Linked DNA regions of Mus musculus: region 1 is linked to region 2. A link is a contact called in public promoter capture Hi-C data. All regions are on one chromosome and are shown on one strand. Each heading gives the region's core, a stretch centred on a gene start, on an enhancer-like site or on the middle of the called end of the contact. The rest is flanking DNA. Distances are from core to core; before and after follow the strand shown. Region 1 overlaps Depdc5 (DEP domain containing 5). Region 2 holds the start of Depdc5 (DEP domain containing 5).

Evidence for each region. Promoter capture Hi-C pulls out the DNA fragments that hold promoters and counts their contacts.
Region 1: a contact with region 2 is called in a promoter capture Hi-C map of embryonic stem cells, with 2.5 times the contacts expected there. The contact joins the enhancer-like site here to the promoter of Depdc5 in region 2. A contact is called at or near these places in 8 of 39 promoter capture datasets (the 3T3-L1 cell line, the HPC-7 cell line, cranial neural crest and 4 more), 1 of 15 datasets of contacts at CTCF or cohesin (the NIH/3T3 cell line), 10 of 484 Hi-C or Micro-C datasets (bone marrow-derived dendritic cells, brain, cortical neurons and 4 more), 6 of 115 datasets of contacts at active chromatin or transcription factors (the SCID.adh cell line, double positive thymocytes, embryonic stem cells and 1 more) and 4 of 9 other capture datasets (adipose tissue, embryonic stem cells, liver and 1 more).

The regions. Positions count from the first base shown.
Region 1 is chr5:32,906,823-32,911,635 of GRCm38.p6, reverse strand. It overlaps Depdc5 (DEP domain containing 5), which reads right to left. Exons shown (of 43, transcript NM_001170567.1): 18 at 1,110-1,179. Among named protein-coding and RNA genes, the nearest start is that of Depdc5, 46 kb to the right of the region's middle. Within about 2 kb of position 1,630, at least 4 of the 459 cell types and tissues checked have an H3K27ac peak or open chromatin away from gene starts, as enhancers often do. A contact at or near this core is called in embryonic stem cells, where this site is marked.
Region 2 is chr5:32,860,288-32,865,789 of GRCm38.p6, reverse strand. It overlaps Depdc5 (DEP domain containing 5), which reads right to left and starts at 2,069. Exons shown (of 43, transcript NM_001170567.1): 1 at 1,969-2,069; 2 at 1,091-1,213. The coding sequence starts at 1,148.

The DNA.
Region 1 (4,813 bases), core at 381-2,880, 46 kb before region 2:
TCACGTACCTAGAAAAAAAACCAAAACAAAACAAAAAACAAAAACCCAAGCCTATATTTTTTTCTCTTGGTCAATCCACTACTTACTGTTTGTTCTACTATGGCTAGGTCCTACCTGATGTCTCCTCATCCTAAAATACCACCAGGTCTACAGGTCTGCATATGTGTGTTTGTGTGTGTGCATATATATATAACCCCCCTTATAAGAGCCAGCATAGACCACCAAGCTTACTAAGATGGAGAAAATGGGAAAGGGTTCGAAGGCCTTATGAGCCACTTTTTTTTGAGGCAGGATCTCACTTTGTAGGCCTGATGAATTTGAAACTTCCTATGTAGGCCAGGCTAGCCTCAGACTCACATCACCCCCCCAACCCCCCCACCCCCACCTAAGCCTTCTTAGTGCTGGAATTAAGGAAACATGCCACCAACTTGGCTGAGCTATCCCTCTTAAAAGTGTTCTAATGAGTCTTTCAAATCTCCCACACCAACAATCAGAAATTATTTTTAAATGTTCAAGCTACACCCAATGGCATAAACATTCGCAATACACTTGATACACATGGCTACCCTGCTTTGCCAAAGTATCATATACCAATCAGGAACTCCAGCGCCGATGTTACCACCTTTCCTAGTATTTAGAATTATTATTAGCATATTTTGTGGTAAGCAGAGAAAAAAAATCCTCCACATTTAAATTTCCATTTACTTACTACCACAATGTGATCATTTATAACTTTTATATTTCTCCTTTGCTACAATGTGTAGTTCTCTCATTACCCTCATCTCAAATAACAGAGGTCTCAGTATTGGAATTAAGCCAGTAACATCAAATGAAAGGAACTCTCCCCGCTACCCTCCAAACTTTACTAGAGCCAGACAGCCTGCTTTCCTGCTGGGGACTGAATCAAGAGCCTTATGCGCATGTGCTTAGGAAAGTGTTCTACACTGGGCTGTAGCACCAGCCCCTCCTTAAAGTTTCAACACACAAAAGTATTTCAACCCTGTTTATGACCCTAGGCAGGGGAGAGGGAAGGTTGAAGCATCAAAATCAGAATAAATACACAGCTGGGTGACAGCCCCCCGAAAGCTGGTCAAACTGGGGAAACATACCTTCTTTCCTGCTAGTTTTATCCGTGGAGTGAAACTGTTACAAAAGAGCTGGCTTTTGGATGTGTAGAAACTAGAAAGAAAGAAAGAAAGAAAGAAAGAAAGAAAGAAAGAAAGAAAGAGAGAGAGAGAGAGAGAGAAAGGTCATTAATCAATCACTTATTTATTTTTATGCATGCTTGGTGTTTGGCCTGCATGTATGTCTGTGTGAGGGTGTTGGGTCCACTGGAACTGGAGTTACTAACATTTGTGAGCTGCCATGTGGGTGCTAGGAATTGAACCCAGGTCCCCCAGAGGAGCAGCCAGTACTCTTAACCACTGAGTCATCTCTCCAGCCCCAACTTTTTGTTATGCTTTGTTTTTCAAGACAGGGTTTTCTGTGTAGCCTTAGCTGTCCTCACACTCAGATCCACCTGCCTCTACTTCCTGAGTGCTGGATAAAGTTGGCCCCTAGTATACCCGGCTTCAGTAAGCTAAACCTTAAGGCAAACTGCAATCTAGATGAGGTCAGCGCACCTGTGCTTGGCTTTGTTTTAGGTTCGCAAATCTTCCCACTTCTAGCCAACGCCACGGCTCAGTGAGTGAAAGCACTGTGCAAACCTGACAATGTGATCTCTGGCAGCCTATGGTGGAGGAGGGACTCAACTTCCAAAAGCAGTCTTCTGACCTCCAAATATACCACACTCACACACACACACACACAAATAATAAAGCCAAGCATGATCACACTCTGGAAGCAAAGGCAAGTGAATCTTTATGAGTTAAGAGGTTAGGGGCTGGAGAGATGGCTCAGTGGTTAAGAGCACTGACTGCTCTTCCGAAGGTCCTGAGTTCAAATCCCAGCAACCACATGGTGGCTCACAACCATCTGTAATGAGATCTGATGCCCTCTTCTGGAGTGTCTGAAGACAGCTACAGTGTACTTACATATAATAAATAAATAAACCTTAAAAAAAAAAAAAAAAAAGAGGTTAGCCTGTCTACATAGCAAAGTCTCAGCCAGCCAGGGCTACATAGTGAGACTTTGTCTCAAACAATAATAACAACAACAACAACCAATAATAATAGTAAAAAATTTTAAATTCCAACTTCAACATCAGCAATATTTTGGATTGCTGCTCTGGCCTTTGCTCCCCACATGCCATGTGCTCACTGGTCCTAACTGCTAACTAGATCAGAACCTTCAATAAGGGAAGGGGCAAGAGCTCTTTATATCAGGGTACTTTCATCCTGATGTTTGGTATACAGTTAAGTGCACAGGAAGTTCTTTGTATCTACTCACTGATCTATACTTAAGTTAAACAAAACAAAACAAACAAACAAACAAAAACCAGGAAAAAGGTTAGTGTTCAAGAAAAAAAATAGCTGAAACCATTAAACCCCAATCCCGCTAAAAATAATGTTAATACATCCATGTCATAAACCCATGTTAAGTGAAGATTAGCCTCACACCAGAGCGCTGAATGAACACACAGATGCTGTACTGCCGTTCTATTCTTCAGAGACCCTCTTGTATTCTCTTTTCTTTCTATGTTATAAACTCGCAAATAATGTTTGGGATGTTGCCCCAGTTCTGACTTCTAGAAAATCTCTATCTACAAACAAATAAAAAATAAAAATGAGGCCAGGTCTGGTGACACACACCTTTAATCTAACACACGGGAAAGAAACAGGGGAGGGTGTATCCCTGTGAGCTCAAGGTCAGTCTGGTCTAGGGCAGCCACAGCCACAAAGTAAGACCATGGTAGCAGCAGCAGCAGCCACTGCCGCCACAGAAAACTGACGGGCCATGGGAACAATCTTATAGCACACTGAGCACAAAGGAACACAAGAGTCTCACCTGTACCTGCCACTGGGACTCAAGTCCAGCCAACCCCTGTAAGTTGGCTTTTCTCAAAGGTATACAAGTTAGAACTAACTGGAGGCTGCCATTTTCTTCCCAGACATCAAGACTAAAACACATGAATGGAAACTTGGCATGGTGGCCAATGTCCATTATTCTAGCACTTGGGAGGCTAAGGAGGAAGGAATGGGTACACAGCAAGACTCTGTCTCAAGAAAAAAAAGAAATGGCAAGGGCTTGTCATGCAAGCACAATTTCCAGAACCCATGTTAAAAAAAAAAAAAAAGACAGGCTCAGGGCTGTGCACTTGCAATCCCAGGACTAGGGAGACAGCCTGGGCCTCACTGGCTAGCCAGCCTAGCCAAATTGGGAAAGCTCCAAGACAATGAGAGACTCTGTCTCAAAAAAGAAAGTGAATGGCTCTAGAAAAAAAAGACAAAGTTGACATCTGCTCTCCATAAGTATGTACACAGACATATATACACACCCAAATACACATGTGTAGCAATACAACATAAAAATATCTCACATTCTAAAAGACTGGAACTTTTGCTGGACCTCCCAGCCACAGTTAGTAATACACCTTGAAGACACACAGAATGCCTGTAAGAGAACAATGCATCGAGGGGCAAGGTGGTGTATGTCTTTCATCTCAGCACTAAGGGAACACAGGAAGTTCTAGAACAGCCAGAGCTCTGTAGAACCTTTACAATCTAAATTACAATCTTAAATTATGTATTCTTCCTTGCCCTGACCCATAAATGAGTGTGTATGTGTATGGGAAACAGCAAATATAGATTGAAAGCAACCTTGTAAAATGAGTGAATATCCACCATAAATGTTAAAGACAGTGTACAGACATTGCTTGATAACATCTGCTTCCTTGTTATCTGGGTCAGTTAGACCCAATGACATAATCCCTTATAAAATTCTCTTAAAGGTTTCTGTAAAGCATCCCTCCTTCCTTCCCCGTGTGGTATGTTCTGTGGTGTTCAATAAAAGGGAGCAAAGTCCTTTGTTAGGAACACAAAGAAACACACACAATGAGATTCACATGACTACACTCAGGCAGGCACAGATTCAGGTTATTACAACAGAAGACACAAGAAGAAAAGCAGGATTCAAATCTTGGTTCAACCTTGGTAAATTACACCAAGGAATGGTGCTTTTTAATTTCTTAATCATAACACAGCTCTGACACACTTTGAGTACTCCAAGTCTATTATTAATGTCTTCAAGTTGATATATAGGTACACACACACACACACACACACACACACACACACACACAAGTTACTATAAAGTATAATTTGAGAAAAGTGCAGAACTTTAACTGGAATATAGGCATTTCTATATACTCTGTAGTTACCTTTTATCTTTCCTGAACTAAACTCAAAACCATGAAATACGTGGGTTTTAATTGTGATTTTTGTATTGATAACTTAATAGAAATGTATTAAAAAGTTACAAATAAAGAGGTCAGCAAGACGGCTCAGGAGGTAAAGGTACTCACTGTTGTAACTGTACTGGCAGAAATGAAATATTGTAAAGAGACACTTGTGTCTCTCAATCTGAGACTACCGAAACAACGGACTTTAAAGACATGGGAATTCTCCAGAAATTGCATGCTGGAGAAGGAAAGGCTGCTAGCCGGTGTGGGACTTGTGTCCTGGAAAGACTTCCCACAGTTTTAACAATCTGTGAAGCCATCCTATAGGACAGCCTACAGTCAAGGATGGCTCAGAGGTGGGTGGGACAACATCTTGAACCAGCCCTGTTTAGATGTGCATACCCTTGGTCTTCTATTTAAGTTCTGATTTCATTTTAGGACCCTAAACTCAGAGTTGAGGGGTTTTCTGGATCT
Region 2 (5,502 bases), core at 820-3,319:
GGTTGATATGACTAAACATGAGGACTGCAATAATTTGACAAAAGGTTTGGGGCATTTCTGGGAGAGCTTCCACATGCTATCACTCAGTTTCACCGGGCAGCTGGCCTAGCCTAAATTAACAAGTCCCAGGTATCACTGAGGAATTGTCTCAAAAACAAGGTGAAGAAAAACAAGTAAATGACTAAAAATTCAAGGTAGGTAGGCATGATTACTAAGTAATCCCAGTACTTAGTAGGCAAAACTATCTCTGTAAGACAGAGGAGCTCTGTAAGTTCAAGGCCAGTCTAGTCAGCATTGCAAACCTATAAAGGCTATAGAGTAAGAGCCCATCCAAAAAATGAAATGTAAAGTTTAAAAGGACTCATTGAGGTCTGAAGTGATTGCTCCTTGATAGTGTGCTTGCTCATAGGCACAAAGCATGGGTTCTTTATCCAGATCCACGGAGAACAACGTGGGAGCACATGCCTGAAATCCCAACACTTGGGTATGAAGGACGGAAGGAAGGGCAGTAACTCAAGATCAGCCTCCAGTGCATACTGAGTTCAAAGCCAGTATGAGCTCTAAGACTCTGTCTCAAAAACCAAACCAAACCAGCTCACTTTGTCAGTAATTCTGATTTCTGAAGTAAAGAACATTAAAAAAAAAAAAAAAAAAAAAAAACCAGGAGGAAGGACTTGGATGCAGTCCATAGAGTCCTTTTCTAGTAAACTTGTGGCCAAGCACTCACTACACAGAAGAAAAACAAAAACAAAACAAACAAAAGCAGGAGGAAAATTAACTCAGGTGTGGTAGAGTATTTCCAGATACACAGGCAGGAGGATAATGGGTTCAAAGCCAGCTTGGGCTACACAATGAGTTCTAAATGAGCCTTGGAAACATGGTAAAACCTGGATTCAAAATACAACCCAACAAACTCTGAATGTGAAGAATGCTTTTCAAAAAGATCCTGTGCTCTCATTTCCAACCATCCCTGATCTCTGATACTGCTCCACTCTTACCTGTCCAGTCTCCCTTGTGATATGGGTAATTTTTAAGGCACATCATAACTTCAGCCAACTTACACAATCCCCAAATATCAATCAATACTGACCACTGCCCCCAAAGCCCTTCTTGTGGATGACAAGTTTGTAGACCTTTGTGGTTCTCATTTTGTCTTGTGATTTCTTCAGCTGTTCCAATCTTGGAGCAGGGAAGTCATCTTGCTTTCCTGCTACTGAAACACAAATAAAAACATCGAGGATGTCAGGCTTCCTAAATTTGCTCTTTAATTTTAGACCTTGAAGGTACTGGTGGTTGTTCGGCTGAAAGGCGTGCCAACCCTTGCATTATATCGCTCCTCCAATTACCAAGAGAGACAAACAAATAGAAGTGTGCTTTAAAAATTAAAGGGAACTTGGGCTCAGATCTCGTCCATCCTCTAAAGCTATTTTCTCTACCGCATACCTAAAAGGGAGGCTTGTGGTGAGAGGGGCACTACCTTGTTTTTGTCTGCATCAGGAACACCAAAATAGTACAGGGATATTCGAAGAGGTTAGTCCATCACATAAGTAGAGGAACGTCAAAACAAGGGATTCGCCCAAGGTCACTCGAACTGTTATGCACTCCCATGACTCGCGGTCCACTAACAATGTCCTGGGGAAAAGAGAACTGAGGAAGGCTGCGGTTTCCTTGCCGACCCCTCTACTGGTACCAACTCTCAGCGGACCGTCCTGCCTCCATTTCACCGCTGCGGTCCGGGAAGCTTGGTGAGAGAAAGACTGGTCCAAGGTCACACGGGGAACTGCAAGAAGAGTCGGGCCTCGAACCTGGCTCAGGGACCCTTCCTTCAAGCCCCTCAAGTCTCAGCCCGAGGTTGGCGCTCGACTCCCCCCCCCAACCCCCCCACTTCCAGAGCCCCTGCGCGCCTCAGGCCCGGCCCGAGGCCAGATTCCGGACAGATCTCCCCAGGACCTCCTCAGGATATCCCACCTGAGCCCCCACAGTTCGCGCAGCTTCCGCACCAGGGCTCTAGGAACCAGACAGACAGCACCACCGAAGAGCGCTCACCTGAGCCCGCGCCGCTCCCGAGGCTCCGCCCCGAGTCCCCGCCCCTCGCCAGTCCCTGCTCAGCCGGCTTGGCCGCTCTAGCCCAGCCTCCGCCTCGTCTCGGTGGCCGCGCCACTTCCTCCTCCGGGGCTGCGGGGAGGTGGGGGGGGCGGGGCGGGGGGGAGGCTGGGGGCGTGGCGTTGAGTCCGACTTCAAACCGAGTTCCCGTTGGCGTTTCCCGCCACCGTCTACAGGGCTGCCCGCTTTGCATGGAAAATTTGAAAATAGAGCCACAGCCAAGACCTTCGTTTCAGAAGAGCGAAGTGATTTCGTAATAGGAGAAACTCGAGAGAGTCGACTCTTACCTCGCGGAGCTGTTTCCATGTGTTTGACGAAGTTAATAACTAAACCTGGTCCAGAGGGCTATTGAGAAGTGCAAAAGTCTCTGCGGGTGGTGGCTCCCCCTCCTAATCCAGGTTCTGTAGAGACAAGAGTGCTGAACATTCCCTAGAGTTCTTGGGCTATGTAGCAAGAAAACGGGGGTGTGTATAATTCATGAGCGAGTTACTAACTTATTGAAAACTGTTAAATATAATTAAGAAGTACAAGTTAATGATAAGTACAAATGTAACATGTACAGAGACAAGCTTGGAAGGAGAAACCAATTTACATTACCCATTATATACTCTTTTGTTGTCAAAATTAAACCTAATGTACATAAGTCAAAACAAGTGTACAGTAAACTTAAAGTTTGTTTGATTAAAAAAAATATTCAAAACATTGAATGCCCGAGTACAATGGGTTAAATCTACAATAGGCTCGCATGGCAGAAGGCCCAGTAGTTTCCTTAGATGGGGCATAAATCATCCAACCAGAGTAAATTGCGTGGTGGCACACGCCTTTAATCCCAGCACTCAGGAGGCAGAGGCAGGCGGATTTCTGAGTTCGAGGACAGCCTGGTCTACAAAGTGAGTTCCAGAACAGCCAGGGCTACACAGAGAAACCCTATCTCAGAAAACCAAAAAAAAAAAAAAAAAAAAAAAAAACCAAAAAAACAAAAACAAAACAAAACTGTAAGTTGTGTGTTAGCCTCATTACAGAGTAAGGATTCATGGGAAGAAGAACCTGCTAGAAGGCCTGACCTGTTCCCACCTTGTAGGCCAAAACAAACAAACAAAGCCAAAAACCTCCTTATCTAAAGATGAATTATTCCTCATGTCTCAAAAAATGGAGGTGGGAAAGGTAGATTCTCTTGTCCATTGGAGGATCTCAGAGTCTGCACCACATCCTAAATGACTTAAAGAGCAGAGACAAATAGCAAGATGCTATCTATACACAGGGGAATCTGTCCTGTGAGTGCTATGAGACCCACTTGCTAGTTCAGTCAGCTACACCCTCCACCCTGTTAGCAAAAGCAACTTTCAGGAAACACACCCTAACCGTGTTCCTTCAATAAAGGAGGATGCCAGACGTTCTGGGATCAAACTCAGAGCTTCGCAAAGTTCTTTAGACTAGCCAAGCCATGTCTTTGACAGTTGTTTTTACATCTGTAGAGTCAGCAAATTATTCTATTAAGTGATATCTGAAGTCCTCAGATTCTTCAGGAAGGCGTGACTTAGATGAAGATTTTCTCCAACTGGGGCTCACCTGTGGCACTTTGATAAAATAGTCTCTACCCAGATGGAGAACTTCAGGGCCAGGGCCTGCACCTCGATGCCTACAGGGAGTACACAGGCCTTGGCAGGGAGTTTTGAGGATGTTTTCTAATAATAAATTCCAAAAGCCAACAGTTCCTTTTGTTTGGTTATCTGTCTTTACAAATTATGCTTCCAAACCAATCTATTTTTAAATAAAATGACATTAACAAATATGCTCAGTGCTGTTGGTATGTAGTGGACTACGGAGCTGCCCATTGACAGAAGGAGGAGAGCTTGCTTTAGCCTTTTAATACACGTGAATCATAAATTATAGATTTGACATGACTGATTGCTTTCATCTTCCATCTGTCGGTTGAATCTATGGAATGAAAATATCATAGAAAGATTTTAAAAGGTTCTATTAGTAGGGTTAATTTAAAAAAAAACATTTTTGGGAGGCTGGAGAGGTGGCTCAGAGATTAGGAGCACTGACCCCCAAGTACAGGGAATAAAGGCTTGCACCACCACTACCTGTTGGAGTATTCTTTGTAAATTAAAAATTGAAAATCATTTCTTTGTGGAGAATACAACTTAGAAATAAATTGTATTTTTTTACATAGCCTAACAATATAAAAATACATTTACTGTGTAATCCTGATTTAATGTTAACAAAATTCATATAAAATATTATTGTCATATTTTGACATAATAAATACAGTCATATAAGGTAACAGTCCCAATTTTTAAAGTTTTACCTTATCAGATTGTTTCTAACCAAAAAATGGTTTTATTAAATAATACCTGGTATTTTGAATATGTAAAGGAAATATAAAAATGTTTATCAAAAAAAGGGGGCCCTGGAGAGATGGCTCAGCGGTTAAGAGCACTGACTGCTCTTCTGAAGGTCCTGAGTTCAAATCCCAGCAACCACATGGTGGCTCACAACCACCCATAATGAGATCTGACTTCTGGTGCATCTGAAGACAGCTACAGTGTACTTGGATATAGTAATAAATATATCTTTTTTAAAAAAAATGTCTATCAGTGCTTGGCAGGGGTAGTGGTGCACACCTTTAATCCCAGCACTCAGGAGGCAGAACTGGTTGATCTCTGTGAGTTCTAGGCCAAGCTGGTATATAAAGTGAGTTCCAGGATATCCAGTGTCTTGAAACACAAAAAACAACTGCAACAATACAATTCATCATACATAGAAGCAAGAAATGTCACTTGGACACTTTGTTCAAATTCATTTCTTGGATGCTGACTTTAACTGACTTCTGTTACAAAGCTTCCTGGTGGTTGTTCCTTATTCAAGAGTCTGAGGTAAACAAACAGCAAATCACAGTTGCCTCATCCTTCTACAGAACTCTGGTACATGATCCAGCCAGCTGTGTGATGGCATTTAACCTTATGTTAATTCTGTATTTAACCTTATGTTATATCTACTCATGTTGATATTGATGTAATAGTCTCTTCAATAACCTTGTGTGTGTCCCTCTCTCTTCTTTTTAATTCTTCTATCATGTATTACATCTCAACCACAGTTTCCCCTCTCTCCTCTCCTCTCACACCCTCTCTCCACCTCCTTTCTCCCTCAAATCCATTTTCCCCATCATATCCCTTCATAAAAGGGCAGGCCTTCCAGAGATATCAACCAAACATAGCATATCAAGTTGCAGTAAGACTAGGCACATCCCCTCATTTTAAGGCTGGTTAAGGCAGCCCAGTAGGGGAAAAGGGCCCCAAAGCAAGTAAAGGAGTAAATAGCCCCCACTCCCATTGTTAGGAGACCCACAAAAACACCAAGCTACACAACATAACATACAGGACTGTTCCCCAT